Regions from separate parts of the Mus musculus genome. Here regions 2 and 3 are each linked to region 1. A link is a contact called in public HiChIP or PLAC-seq data. All regions are on one chromosome and are shown on one strand. Each heading gives the region's core, a stretch centred on a gene start, on an enhancer-like site or on the middle of the called end of the contact. The rest is flanking DNA. Distances are from core to core; before and after follow the strand shown. Region 1 overlaps Git2 (GIT ArfGAP 2). Region 2 holds the start of Oasl1 (2'-5' oligoadenylate synthetase-like 1). Region 3 holds the start of Oasl2 (2'-5' oligoadenylate synthetase-like 2).

Region 1 (4,691 bases), core at 764-3,263:
AACAGCATTTCTCAGGCCCTGCTCTTTGACACACAGGCTACTGTCACAAAGAAGGCAAGAGTAACTTGTTACAAACCCTCTCATACACAAGTCCCCCCTGCTCCCTGTGTCAGCCAGCACCCCAGAAGTCTGCTGTCCGGAGAACTTATGTCTGCTCTACAACAGGAAGGGGATGGCGACGGGGCTCAGCGTCAGGATGTCTGCCCAGGTTGTGCAAGGCTATGGATTGGATGGCTGCACTGCTGGGGTGGGGAAGGGTGCCACTGTGTAACAACACGCGTCGCAGAGAGGCTTCCTATCAAGCAAAGCACAGCGTGGCCGCCACCCCACCCCAGTGCCGCTTGGGGTGCAGTTCATAGCACAGCCCCACAGACCAAACTTTCATACAGCAGCCAGGAACTGGAGGACTATCCAGGTCTCCCCACGGAGGCAGGCTGAAGCCCCAGCCTTGGGGTCTGGCTCCTCTGTCATCCTGCAACTCGAGGACTATGGCCTCTTTATTGCTTTGCATCCTGTGTCTTTACTGACTGCCTCGTGCCCCGTGTAAAAAAGCAGAGTATGAAATTCTGCTACTACAGTTTCGAGAAAGAAAAAAATGGTATGCGTAGGAAATAAAGGCTGAGGGGATATGCCAAGCGCTGAGCATGCGCTGGCAGAGAGCGAGGTGACTGAGGATGGTCCCATCTTTCTTTAAGTTCCCTAGTGCCCTCGGATTAACTGATCATTCAAAATAAACCCCACAGAAGGCGCTCACTGAGGACCCTGCAGGGGTTTGGATTGAAAGCTGTTTTGTTGTCACTCGTGGCCACATGGCAGAACTGCTCAGGGCCAGTGGCATCTTAGACACAGTGCTAAGGACACCATCCAAAGCCAGCAGCGAGGACAGGACAGAGTTCACTACTGTCTTACTTTACAGACAAGGACATCGAGGAACAGACATTTTCATAACCCAAGAATACATTGTTTTTTTTTTTTTTTCTGTTATATTTCTCTCAGTTTTTCACTAGGGAGGAAGGAGAGAGTATGAGACAGACTCAGGAAGGGAAGGAGGAAGAAAGAGAAGGATGGAAAAGGGTGGAGTGGGGGTTTGAGTGCTGCCCTGCGCTGCTAAGAGCAACACCTACCCGGAGGAGGGCCGGGATGCCCAACAGGGATGCCCGACAGTGTCCCCTTCCCAGCGCTCCTCTTGGAAGGCTGTGCTTTGGGGGCTGCCGTGAGCTGGGCAAGCCTGACACACAGACAGCCCAAGGTCTTAAGGGCATAGGAAACTATACCCAAGGTATGTATTTAATGCCCACCCCATAACCTCAGGCTTCATGTGGTATCCAGCCCAGCCAACAGACAGAGCAAGGAGGAGTCTGATGCCAGGTACAAGTTTGCTTACAAACTACAGTAAGGACAAGGAAAGCACACACTCTTGCGCTGCCTCGAAAGCGTGACATCTTATTTATCTACTAGGTGGCTTCCTTAAGAAAGGCATAATACACTCAAACACACAACTATAGATACAGAACACAGAGACACCAAACAAATTGCATAAAACATTTATTTCACAGTATAATTAAGTACTAGGAAGGATAAGTCCACTTTATGTGATAGTGATATCGTATGAGGCTCTAAAAATCTCTGTGAAAGGGAAGGAGGGAAACCACAGGGCAGGAAACCGGGCTTTGCTCACACATGGAAGCACCAAGTTCTAAGTCTAAGAGGAGCCAGAACCAGACAAGGCAAACATGCAGGCACACGTCCTGAAGCAGGGCTCCAAGGCAGTGGCTTTTGCCCTCAAGAGAGCTGATTCACAGAGCTGCTCCAACAATGCACGTACACCTAACCAGAGGGGAAGTAAGCTGGTGCCTAAGGGTCTTTAAAGGTCACAGAGAGAAGTCAAGGCTCTTGGTTCTGATGCAGGGACCACTGAGAACAGGTAAGGAGTGAAATCTCACAAGGTGAGCAGAAAGCACCTGGTGAGGCATCATGGGAAAGACAGACAAAGGGCCTCTTGCCGGGAAGACAAAGAGTAAAGTGATCTTGTGACCTGCAGGGCTGGGTAAACCCTGAGCACACACAATGGGTCCAGGCCACAAGCTCTCCGCAGCATAAATTTACCAAGCTCTAGGAACGGCATATGATTGATGGGCAGGAGTCACAGCACTGCAGTGGACGGATGTCTAGACTCACTGCCCTACCAGCAGCTACTATTAGTCCTCGGTATCCCATGTGAGTAACGTAACAAATGCCAAGAAGGGGTGCCCCACACACCCCAGGACCCCAAGACACACCCACAACTTTGGTTCTCTACCATCACAGGCAAGGGCTGCATTTTTAACAGAAAAGATCACGGGTTGTTTGAAGTAGTCAGCCGCCTGGATATACTAAAGTGCTTTTGGTCTTGGTTACTGCATTCAGACCAGACAGCATGTGTCTAATTTAGCTACTATGATGCAATAGGTAACTCTGACTGACAACAGGGACCAACAAGGGTTCCATACTGGGGTTCCTAGGGAAGAGATACTCACAGATTGAAGTTTCTTCTTCGCAGCTTTTGCCAACTCAGACAAATCCAGGCTGCTAAGAAAAAGCACAAAACCATTAAGCAAGTGCACAGAAGCTGCCGTGACCTCACTAGAAGACTAAGACACCCGAGGGAGGAGATAGCCCTGCTTATGGAACGATTCTGTAGCCGCAGTCATTGAAGACTTAGACACTTTGGTCAGGACTCTTAGAGACCCAATAGTCAGGTAAGAGCAAACTGCCCCACCGCAGGGTGGTGGAAGCTACCGTTCTTCAGTTCCTCTCTAGGCCTCGGGGTGTGGCTCAGTAGGAAAGCCTGTGTCCAACGCGTGAGCCACTGCATTCCCCCCATGGCACAAAGGAAAACAAAAGTCAAGACAAAACGGAGAGGAAACAGAAAAGGCAGAAAGACAAGCTCACAGCTACAACAGCAGTGAATGGGGGGTTGGGGGTGGGTGGGGGTGGGGGTGGGTGGGGTGGTGACAGTCCTTGCACCTTACAGGCTGGGGACACGGCTAAGGACTTTTTAGCTCAGCTCATGAACTAAGGGTGGCTTTTATGTTTTTAAACATTTTGAGTAGAGAAGGAAAAAGAACATTCATTTCTCAAAATGTACAAATTCATCCAGCCTGTAACCCATGCTGAGCAGCCGTGACATGCTGATAGCCCACAGATTAATGTGAAATGCACCAGGGCCTGTCAAAGGCAAAGCAGACTGTCTCCTGACACAGAAACACCTGTGACTATAACCTATAAACACAAAACAGCAGGACAACTGGACAAACAGTGGAGGTATCCCTGGCTACGACTCTGCATCAGTGCAACTGAGCTCTGGGCTCTTTCCAAGTTAAGTTTCACACGGTAATTTACTTACAGCCGTCTTATTTCCAAAGTGAGTAGCCATAAAAGAGAAAAATGTATGAGCTCTGTTAAACACAACATACAATGCACTTGAATACTGTAGACCAAGGCGATAGTGGGCACATAAACCAAACTGGTCCTTACCTGTCTGCCCTCTGAGGAATTAGAAAGTGCTGTCCGCTTTTATGATCTGAAACAGAAACCAGATATGCTCACATCAACCTTGAAATCACCATTTTTTTCCAGTTTAAGTTTTCCCATTAGCCATTTTCCATAAACATGTGCCACGTGGGACAACAGAAAAGTCTCGAGATTGGCTGCGAGTTCCCTGAAACCCGCCCTGTTCCAGGCATCGCTCAGTAAAAACTGCTGAGGAGCTCAGTCCAAGCTCTGTCACTGTCAGCTCCTGGTGGCAGATGGCAGAGCTGCCCTGAGCCTGGGAGAGGAAGGCAGCCAGGGCTGAGCAGGCCTGCTCTGTGTGCGGCTCTGGAGGGACCCGGCCTGGCCATCTGCTGAGTTCTGTGTCCTTCCCTAGCTTTCAGAATACGGATGTCCATCCCAATGACAAAACCACTCCAAGCACCTTTTCGGGTTTCTGTGTGTAATCGGTTTACCCTCCGAGGCAATGCCTGAGAGTAGGAGCGCAGGGTCCGTGTGTGTGTGTGTGTGTGTGTGTGTGTGTGTGTGTGTGTGTGGTGTGTGTGTGTGTGTTTGTGAGCGCGCGCATGCATCTTACTTGGTAGGAAGCTGCCATTTCTTCAGCACCTCTGCTGTTCTATATTCTGAACAGCAAGCAGAGCGCAGAGTTCACTGCACTGGGGAAGCTCGGGTAGAGGGACTGAGCTACAAAGGAAGACCTTGTCTCCTGACACAAACACTAAAAGCAGCCCTGCCCACCGCCCCCAGTGTTCTGTGTACAACAGTGTGAGACTCAGTTGTTCCATGCCTCTCCCAAGCTATACTCCTGGTTCTGGGCAGCATTACAGTGTGTGTGCTTTTAATGTGTGTTTCTGAAGGAAGGATGTGTGCCCGGGTGTTATTGTTACTTGCCTGTTTGTCTGTTTTGTTGCTATTTATTACCATCTTCAGGTTCAGGTTTTGCTTTTTTTTTTTTTTGAGATGGTCTTGAACTCTAGGGCAGAGGAAATGTACCAGAGCCTGGAGACGGCTCAATAGGCAAACCCTCCGGCTGCTAAAGTCAGCTGCGGTGGCAAACACCTGCATCCCAGCACTCCCTCGGGGAGATGGGAAGTGGAGACAGGAGACTGCCTGTCATGGGTCAGCTAGGCTGGAGTACAGTGCAGAGACAAGATTCAAGC
Region 2 (4,691 bases), core at 1,160-3,659, 170 kb after region 1:
CCATGAAGCTTCCCACCTCCACATGCAAGGCACCTCCATTTCTTCCTGCAGACTCACTCCTAGGCTTCCACCGGCTCTGCTATTCCTCCTTTCACTAATGGACGAAGCCAGAGGGGATCAGCTATCCCTGCTTCCTCCTCCTTCAGAGACTTGGGACCACCCAGACACTATTGCACAATGCCAGCAAGATTTTGCTGAAAGGACCCTGTTATAGCTGTCTCGCATGACGCTATGCCAGTGCCTGGCAAATATAGTAGTGGACGCTCACAGTCATCTATAAGATGGAATACTAGGCCCCCAATGGAGAAGCTAGAGAAAGCACCCAAGGAGCTGAAGGGGTCTGCAATCCTATAGGTGGAACAATAATATGAACTAACTAGTCCCCCCAGAGCACGTATCTCTAACTGCATATGTAGCAGAAGATGGCCTAGTCAGCTATCACTGGGAAAAGAGGCCCCTGGTACTGTAAACTTTATATGCCCCAGTACAGGGGAATGCCAGGGCCAAGAAGCGGGAGTGGGTGAGTAGGGGAGCAGGGTGGAGGGAGGGTATAGGGAACTTTTGGGATAGCATTTGAAATGTATATAAAGAAAATATCCAATTAAAAAAAAGAATTAAAAAAAAGAAAAAAATTGGGACCCAGCCCCTTTCCTTATCCGCTCTGTGCCCATCGCCCCCCTGCCCACCTCTTCCTTCCTTTTTTCTTTTTAACTTTAGATTTATCTATTTTTATAAGAGTTTTTTTTTAATTGCTATTTTCAGACATACACTAGAAGACTGCATCGGATCCCATTACAGATGATTGTGAGCCACCATGTGGTAGCTGGGAATTGAACTCAGGACCTCCTCCGACAGAGCAGTCAGTGCTCTTAACCGCTGAGCCATCTCTCCAGCCCCTCTTCTCTCTTTCTATAGACAGGTCTCATTACGCAGCCTCAGCTGACCTGGAATTCACCGTATCAACCAGTCTGGTTTCACACTTACAGAGATCCACCTGCCTCTGCCTCCCTAGGGCTGGGATTAAAGGCCTGTGCCACCACAGCCCGCTCACTGCTGCATCCTGCATGGACCGCCACACGGTGTCAGACCCATCTCCCTGCCTGTAGCATTGCTGCCGTCTATCTTTAGTACAGAAGGTGGCAGAGCGATCATGCTAGGTTCTAAGTTCTCTGCACGCCACGCTTCTGATTCACCCTGGGAAGGAGGCTGAACGGGCTCACCTGACATGTGACTTAGTGAGCCACTTCCTCTTTGTCAAACAGCATTATCACTTGGCTTCCAGAACGTTCTCCTTTCCTTCACCCTCCTGCTCTTCCTCGTTCTGCTTTGCTGAACTCTTTCAGCAACCCCAGCTCTGAATCTTTAACTACCTCAGAGCCCGGCTCCACCCACTTCTCTACACAGCCCCTGCTAGGTCTCATGTCTGTAACGATCTCTGTTAGAGGCACCTTCATTTGGGTTGTTTTGGCTTTGAAAACGTTTTATTGAGACTGTGTGTGTGGTGTTTGCGTGCTTAAATGCAAACACATTCAAGATGTTTTGTTTCCTGTTTCTATGAGATAAGAGTTTCTCTGTGTAGTCCTGGCTGTCCTGGAACTCACTCTGTAGACCAGGCTGGCCACAATCCAGGTCCTACAGTGTGTATTTCTCATATTTCACGTTTTTCACTGTTTCTCGCCATATTCCAGGTCCTACCGTGTGTTTCTCTTTTTGCACGTTTTTCAGTGTTTCTCGCCATATTTCATGTCCTACCATATGAGTTTCTCTTTTCCTCGTTTCACACCATATTGCCACGCCTAATGACCCAAGTATGGGTCCTAAAATCCACGTGCGGTGGAAGCAGACAACAGGCCCCTGCAGGTTTTACTCTGACCCCCACATTTGTGCCATGACATGCGTCCCCCTCCTAAAAAAAAACCCAAAATACATAAATATAATTTTCTCATATAAATATATGTAAATATAAAGTAAATAAAATATAAATAAAAATTTAAATCTTTTAAATGAAATATACTAACTTTTATATAAATATAATAATAATTCTTTGAAATAAAATAAAGAAAAAGCATCTGACAACCTCAAAGTGTCCTTCTGATTCCAGATTCCTCATTCCTTACCACAGCCATGACTAGGCTCTTTCTCTTTCCAAACCTCAGTTTCCCTATGACGGGTCGGGGCAGTTGGCCTAAGTCATCCAGACAAGGTGTCTCTGGAAGGTCAGACTCAAGCCAATTTCAGTTTACAAACGTCACAAAAGAGAAACTACAAATGTTGAGAATCGAAACTTAACAGCACAAAAGTTGGCCCCATGCCAACCCTGTTAAGGCGGTCCAGACCGGCCAACCCCAGCCTCTGGTCCCTCGGCACACCTACCATGACAATAAATCTCCAAGGAGGGGACCCCCCCATAGAGCCATGCTCCCAAGCTTCTCTCTTCACCCCCCTTTCCGCCATTGGGTGCCAGAGGTCAGCTGGAAAGGAGCCGCCTTAAAAAAGGAGGAGGTGAGTACCGGCAGCTGGATGGGTGCTTGGCTATATAGCCCTGCGCCTGCCTGAGGTAGCTGACGGTCAGTTTGTAGCCATGGCAGTCGCCCAGGAGCTGTACGGCTTCCCGGCCTCCAAGCTGGACTCCTTTGTGGCTCAGTGGCTGCAGCCAACCAGAGAGTGGAAAGAAGAGGTCCTGGAGACCGTGCAGACAGTGGAGCAGTTCCTGAGGCAGGAGAATTTCCGTGAAGATCGTGGCCCGGCTCGGGATGTGCGCGTGCTCAAGGTACTCAAGGTAAGACTGGACTTCACCATTCCCAGCCAGGACAGGGCAAACCCCAGTGCCAGGGAGTCCCCTCGCCTCGTGATCCCTAGTTCACGCTTCTGACATCTCGAGACAGCCCCGCGAGCCTTGAGCAGAATGAACTACTAAAGAAGATAATAAAAGACCACCTCTGGAGAAAATGGTAGGGAAAGCCTGCATATTCTATCATTAAAACTTATACTCTGAGAGATAGATACCATTCTTGTCCCATTTTACAGATGAGCCTAACAAAGGCTCCACAATGTCAGAGCTACAGTGACCACATGCAATGCAAGGCCTCTAGTTGGATCCTGACATGTAATTTGTAAATAACAATTTTTGAGAGCCTGACTTGGGGGCCCATTCTTGCAACCCCAGCATGTGGGAGGTAGAGAAGCAAGAGGATGGTTGGTTCACAGCCTAGGTTACATATCACAGAACAACACACACACACACACACACATACACACACACACACACACACACACACCACAGACAGACAGAGACACAGAGAGAGTGTGAGTTTGGGGATGAGTGGTAAATGTTTAATATGACCTGCATTTTGGTAAGAAAACTGCCGTTTGTCAAGTTAAATCGCACCTACTGGGGTGGGGAACTCTCTTTAGGGGGACACATGCTATGCTGTATTGGGGCAAAGCTCCTTGCTGTCCGCTACTCACTTTAAAGTGATTGAGATGACACAAATGCGGGATCTGTGGATGTGGCTCAAGGCTAGAGTGAAAGCCTAGCATGTACAAAAGAAAGACAGTCACCGATGTGGCAAGTTTAGATGTGCTGGCTGCCTGGATGGTATCTTCTTCCTAATTTTTTCCACGTTTTAATATTTTGATAACTGAAAGACTCTTAAAATGGAGGCTGAGAGTAGCCATTGGGCTTGTTCAGAGATGTAACTGCTGACGTCAGAGCTGGGATTTGAACCCGGCTACTCAAACGGTGACCCAAGTTTCTCACTAATATTTTTTTTTCCTCCTTAAATCCTTCTTCCAACTGCCACCCCTACCCCCTAGCTGAGCTAAGGATCACAGGTTCAACAGACCCTGGAAGGGGGTGGGGCAAGGGCTGAGTGTAGCTGCTCAAACTTATTATCCCAGCCCTGCAGAGGCAGAGACAAGAGAACCACTAGGCCTACCAACCAGTCTCCTTGGCCTATCAGTCTAGCCAAATCTGCAAGCCCTAGGGCACAGTAGAATACCCTGTGTCAAAAAAACCAAATGAGCAGCCTAAAGAACAATACCCAAGGTTGCCCTCTGATCTCCACACACAAGTGTGCACTAGTGCAGGATGCACACATGCGCACACACACAGCTTTGGAGAAGAACTAACCTCAGCCAATTGTTCATTTAAATGTTAAGGAGATTGACACCTGAAGAGGTTGACACATCTTAATGCCATAGCCCAAGTGGTTGCAGCATCTAGACTAGAATTAGGACTGGATTCCCAGCCTGAGATTTTAAACTTGCGCTACTGGGTTGAATTTTGAAGTCTTGAGCTTCAGGTCACATGATTTAGAAGTGACAGCCATAGTTTTGTCACCACACAGAGAGGATTTGAGTCTGGGCTCTTCCTCTCACCAGCTGTGTGACTCTGATCATCCTGTCTCATGTCTCAAGTCCTTGGTCTGCTCCTCTATGATGGCAGCATCCCAAACATCGTGTTCCATTTCCCAACACTGAGGCCATGCAGCCTAAAGGTTAGCTCAGGGTAAAGTCTTAGAAACAAGGGTTTCATTATGATACTTGCCTGGGGCTTTTTCCTGGCTGCTGGGAGTCTCTGGGGGCAAGGCTGTACTCTAGATCACTCCCTCCCTGATATACCTAAGGAAAAAAATATGTAGAACAAGTATCTAGATAGAAGAAAGACTCACCAAATTAAGTTTTGGCAG
Region 3 (4,691 bases), core at 897-3,396, 150 kb after region 1:
TTTGGCAGAACTCCCTAGTGATGTAAACTTGTACTTTCCCTGCCCAGTTCTCCCCCTTTGAGTTTTACTATATAAGCCTGTAAAAAATTTTTGCTGACCGTCGAGACTCCTCTACCCTGTGCAAAGGTGTATGAATTTCGACCCCAGAGCTCTGGTCTCTGTGCTTTCATGTTGCTGCTTTATTTCGACCCCAGAGCTCTGGTCTGTGTGCTTTCATGTCGCTGCTTTATTAAATCTTGCCTTCTACATTTTATGTATGGTCTCAGTGTCTTCTTGGGTACGCGGCTGTCCCGGGACTTGAGTGTCTGAGTGAGGGTCTCCCCTCGAGGGTCTTTCAGCACCAGACATGAACATGGTGCACAGACATGCAGGCAGGCAACCTGCTCACATTTTTTTTTTTGGCTTTTCAAGACAGGGTTTCTCTGTGTAGCCCCGGCTGTCCTGGAACTCACTTTGTAGACCAGGCTGGCCTCGAACTCAGAAATCCTCCTGCCTCTGCCTCCCAAGTGCTGGGATTAAAGGCGTGCGCCACCACGCCCGGCCCTCACATTTTTAAAAGAGAAATAAACCTTTAAAAAAAATTGTAATGGAAATCAGAAAAGGGAGATGTACTCAGTGTGGCGACCTTGTTAAGGACCAAGAGATCAAGCAGACCTAGACCCCTCCCCCCAAAGGCCATCTCTGGGGTCCTGAGGTGAGATTAAAGTCTGAATAACAGACAGCATCCCCTTCAAGCTGTGGTCCCGGTTCACCATCGACCCCCTCCTTGCCTGGGCTTCGTCTTATCCTGAAGGCACTCTGACAAGATGTTAGACTTGTGTGAAATCTGTTTTTAGGAGACAAGATTTCCCTCTGGCTGCCCCCCTTTCCTCTCCCAGCATGAGATTTTTGGGGAAATTACCATTTCTTTGGGACCCATCATTTCAATTATAGTAGTCTGATGGGTTAAGAGACACAAAGTATATGTTTAGACTATCTTCAGTTTCCACCAGACTACTTACAACGTCATCTGACACCTGAGGCATGGCACCCGGGACCCACAAGCACAGGACTCCTTCCTCAATGTTTCTGGGGCTCTGTTTCAACTCAGTGACCCCTTGTTGACATGGTCTCCTTGACCCCAATGGCCATCCACCTTTACACAGGTGGACAGGAGAGTTAACACGTTACTTGGTTATTTTGTAAGCAAGCTTACTAGTAAATCCTTACTAGCATCTGTGTCAAGCAAGCACCTCAAACCTCAATCCAAGCTTCCTTCTTCTGAGAAGAGAGAATCTCAACTGAGAAAATACTTCCATAAAACTGGCCTTTAGCCGGGCAGTGGTGGCGCACACCTTTGATCCCAGCACTTGGGAGGCAGAGGCAGGCAGATTTCTAAGTTCGAGGCCAGCCTGGTCTACAGAGTGAGTTCCAGGACAGCCAGGGCTACATAGAGAAACCCTGTCTCGGGAAAAACAAAACAAAACAAAACAAAACAAAAACTGGCCTTTAGGCAAGCCTGTGAGGCATTTGCTAAATTAGTGATTGATGGGGGAGGGTCCCGCCCCCTTCCCCCCCCCCCCCCCCCCCCGTCCATTCTGGGTCATGCCAACCCTGGGGGGGCAGTCCTGGGGTGTATGAAAAAGCAGACTGAGCAAGCCATAAGGAGCAAACCAATAAGCAGCACACACTCATCCACCGCCTCTGTTCTTGAGTTCCTGCCCTGACTTCCCTGCATGGTAGGCAATCTCGAAGATGCCACAAAAAAAACCTTTCCTCCGCTGGGCGGTGGTGGCACACGCCTTTGATCCCAGCACTTGAGAGGCAGAGGCAGGTGGATTTCTGAGTTCCAGGCCAGCCTGATCTAGAGAGTGAGTTCCAGGACAGCCAGGGTTACACAGAGAAACCCTGTCTCAAAAAACAAAAACAAAACCAAACCAAAACAAACAAACAAACAAAATTCTTCCCCAGGACATGGTATTTATAGCAGAGATAGGAACCCTAACCAAGACAGGATATATAGATGTGTTTCCTGGGTAGTGTGATATGAAAGTTACTATTTGTGGTGACTGTGGCAAAAGTTGCCTTTTAGGCATGAAAAAAAAAAAAAAGCTTAGTCAGGAACCTAATCCTACACCCAAGGCTGCACCTGATAACCAGAACACGTCACTCACTGAAGATAACTAGACAGAAAACATCGTGAGACTACCTCACGCTGTCCATTGACCAGGAGCAATCCTTTGTGCCTCACATCTTTGGGACTGCGGTAGGCATCAGAGAAATGTCACCTCGATGGGCCCTGCAGCTGGAGAGTCTGACCCTGGATATGGCCTTCAGCTAAGACACCTGCACAGATGATGAGCAGCCTCGGGGAGACTAGCTGAGGTCGGTAGTTAGGAATGTGGAGTGTGGATGTTGTGACCCTCAGCATAAGCAGGAATAACCTAGCCTAACCCTATCGCTCGAGACGCCACTAGTAACGGAGACACTATGCGTGATTAAGAATGAAATAAATGCATTTGCCACTGCCAGATCACCAGGCAGATGAGATTATGTGGCCAAATCGCTGCCACTGAAACTGCTGAATCTTACTCTGTTGTGGTAAACAACATCCTGTGCTCACAACAGAGCCGGTGGGGAGACTGCATCCTTAACTCCTGTTCCCTTCTGCCTTGAAGAAGGTAAACTGGATCTCCCTGCAGTTTCACTTTCAATTCTTGTCAAAGCTTGGTTTCTGTTTCCAGTTTCTCCAAGGAGGGAGGGGCAGAGCGCTTTTCTTCTTTCCATGCAACTCTCCATCCCATTGTCTCCTCCAGAGAACGCTGCAGGAAGCTTCTCCCATCAGAGCTGAGCAGAAGCTCAGAGGATTTATCTAGAGGACAGGCTGGCCCAGCTGAAATGGACCCGTTCCCCGACCTGTATGCGACCCCTGGGGACAGTCTAGACCACTTCCTGGAACACAGCCTTCAGCCCCAGAGGGACTGGAAAGAGGAAGGGCAGGATGCCTGGGAGAGAATCGAGAGGTTCTTTCGGGAACAGTGCTTCCGTGATGAGCTGCTCCTGGACCAAGAAGTCAGGGTGATTAAGGTGGTGAAGGTAAGCACACAGGGTTCTGAGTTTAAAGCTCACCTCTGCCCTGTGGGGCTTGTGAACTTGAGAGGTGGGCCATTTCACCCCCTCTGAGTCTGTGTCCTCTTCTTAAGATGGGTTTAGTAGAAGCAGTAAATGGGATAAAGCATAGAAAATTTCTGTGCATTTAAAATTAGCCTTGCAATGCTGAAGGACAGAGGTGGTAATGATAATTTGGGATTCTGGTTCCTGAATGGACCATAGTCACCGGTTTCCATAAAATGTGTGCCTTTGCTTCCTGTCTAAGAAATAATACTTGGCCAGGCGTGTGTGGTCCTGCATGCTTTTAATCCCATCACTCAAGAGGTAGAGGCAGGCAGATTTCTGAGTTCGAGGCCAGCCTGATATAGAGTGAGTTCCAGGGCAGCCAGGGCTGCATAGAGAAACCCTGTCTGGAGAAAGGGAAGGGAAGGGAAAAAGGGAAAGGAGGAAAAGGGAAAGGGGGAAAGGATAGGAAAGAAAAAAAAAAAGACTACTACTTTACTTCTAAGTGAAGGAAACCTATTGTTCTCTAAGTTAGTAGTATTGGTCATGTTAGAAATTACCTAGCAAGACTACTTGGTAAACCATTGGGATTCTAAGGGCTGCCTGTGTAAGTAATTCTACGGCTAGCTGTTTCTCCCAGAAAAACACAAACTTACAGCCCACCCCCTCCAATCAAGACCATTTGGATCAGAGCTCTGGGTGTTGTTTATTCTGCTAAAATGAATGACAACTTAAGTGGTTTTTTTTTTTTTGTTTTTTTTGTTTTTGTTTTTCGAGACAGGGTTTCTCTGTATAGTCTTGGCTGTCCTGGAACTCACTTTGTAGACCAGGCTGGCCTCGAACTCAGAAATCCGCCTGTCTCTGCCTCCCAAGTGCTGGGATTAAAGGCATGCGCCACCACCACCCGGCATGACAACTTAAGTTAACTTGAGTAAGTCAACTTTACCTGGGAACTCTGAGCCATGGTAGCAGAGGTTAAGACGGGAGAGAAAGAGCTTTTGATGAAGAAAAATCTCAACAAACCTTCAAAACCAGAGATCAGGGAGGGTTCTTAGCCAAAAAGCTTTGAAGACAGAAATGGAAACTCCCACAGCTGCTGCAAAAGGATACATCGTATCCCATTTGTGTTCTGGTTCCTGCAAATTTCTGCCTGACCTAGGTCGATTGCTTGTAGCAGCCTCTTGGCTTCTGGGACTTGAAAGAAACAAACAACAAAAAAAGGAAGTCCAGAGCTGGGTGTGGTAGCGTTCACCTGTAACCCCAGCAGTCGGGAGGTTGAGGCAGGAGGATTACCAGTTTAAGACTGTTAAACCTGTTCTTATAGCAAGTTCCAGGCCAGCCGTGACTGCATCAGTGAGGCACTGTCGAGGGGTCAAGAGGAGGAGCTGAGGTTTAGACTCTCTCATCTTCTTTGGTTTTACCTTTTTTTTTTTTTAAACTAGCAGAAAAAGGATTTTGTTTCATTATAGCATTTTTCAAGTAGCAATTTGTTTTGGGCTAGGGATGTAGTTCTGAGGTTGGTATGTTTTGTGCCTAGAATGGTGGCTACCTGTAACTTAACTCCAGAGGCGCTCCCTTCCACCTCTCTTCTGGCTTCT

What was found. HiChIP or PLAC-seq counts read pairs in DNA pulled down with a chosen protein or histone mark.
Region 2: a contact with region 1 is called in an H3K27ac HiChIP or PLAC-seq map of embryonic stem cells, with 5 read pairs. The contact joins the promoter of Oasl1 here to the enhancer-like site in region 1. A contact is called at or near these places in 7 of 39 promoter capture datasets (the 3T3-L1 cell line, the HPC-7 cell line, HPC-7-derived erythroid cells and 3 more), 1 of 15 datasets of contacts at CTCF or cohesin (large pre-B cells), 1 of 115 datasets of contacts at active chromatin or transcription factors (embryonic stem cells) and 4 of 9 other capture datasets (adipose tissue, embryonic stem cells, liver and 1 more).
Region 3: an H3K27ac HiChIP or PLAC-seq map of microglia shows a contact between it and region 1, with 10 times the contacts expected there. The contact joins the promoter of Oasl2 here to the enhancer-like site in region 1. A contact is called at or near these places in 2 of 39 promoter capture datasets (embryonic stem cells and hematopoietic stem and progenitor cells), 1 of 15 datasets of contacts at CTCF or cohesin (large pre-B cells), 21 of 484 Hi-C or Micro-C datasets (B cells, CD4 T cells, the G1E-ER4 cell line and 7 more), 3 of 115 datasets of contacts at active chromatin or transcription factors (the HPC-7 cell line, embryonic stem cells and microglia) and 4 of 9 other capture datasets (adipose tissue, embryonic stem cells, liver and 1 more).

What each region holds. Positions count from the first base shown.
Region 1 is chr5:114,749,763-114,754,453 of GRCm38.p6, forward strand. Git2 (GIT ArfGAP 2) reads right to left here. Exons shown (of 20, transcript NM_001347400.1): 8 at 3,517-3,562; 9 at 2,517-2,568. Among named protein-coding and RNA genes, the nearest start is that of Git2, 21 kb to the right of the region's middle. Within about 2 kb of position 2,014, at least 8 of the 459 cell types and tissues checked have an H3K27ac peak or open chromatin away from gene starts, as enhancers often do. A contact at or near this core is called in embryonic stem cells and microglia, where this site is marked.
Region 2 is chr5:114,920,831-114,925,521 of GRCm38.p6, forward strand. Oasl1 (2'-5' oligoadenylate synthetase-like 1) reads left to right here and starts at 2,410. Exons shown (of 6, transcript NM_001359945.1): 1 at 2,410-2,779. The coding sequence starts at 2,582. It overlaps Gm13822 (predicted gene 13822), which reads right to left and starts at 1,431. Exons shown (of 2, transcript NR_166682.1): 1 at 1,221-1,431.
Region 3 is chr5:114,894,788-114,899,478 of GRCm38.p6, forward strand. It overlaps Oasl2 (2'-5' oligoadenylate synthetase-like 2), which reads left to right and starts at 2,147. Exons shown (of 6, transcript NM_011854.2): 1 at 2,147-3,075. The coding sequence starts at 2,878.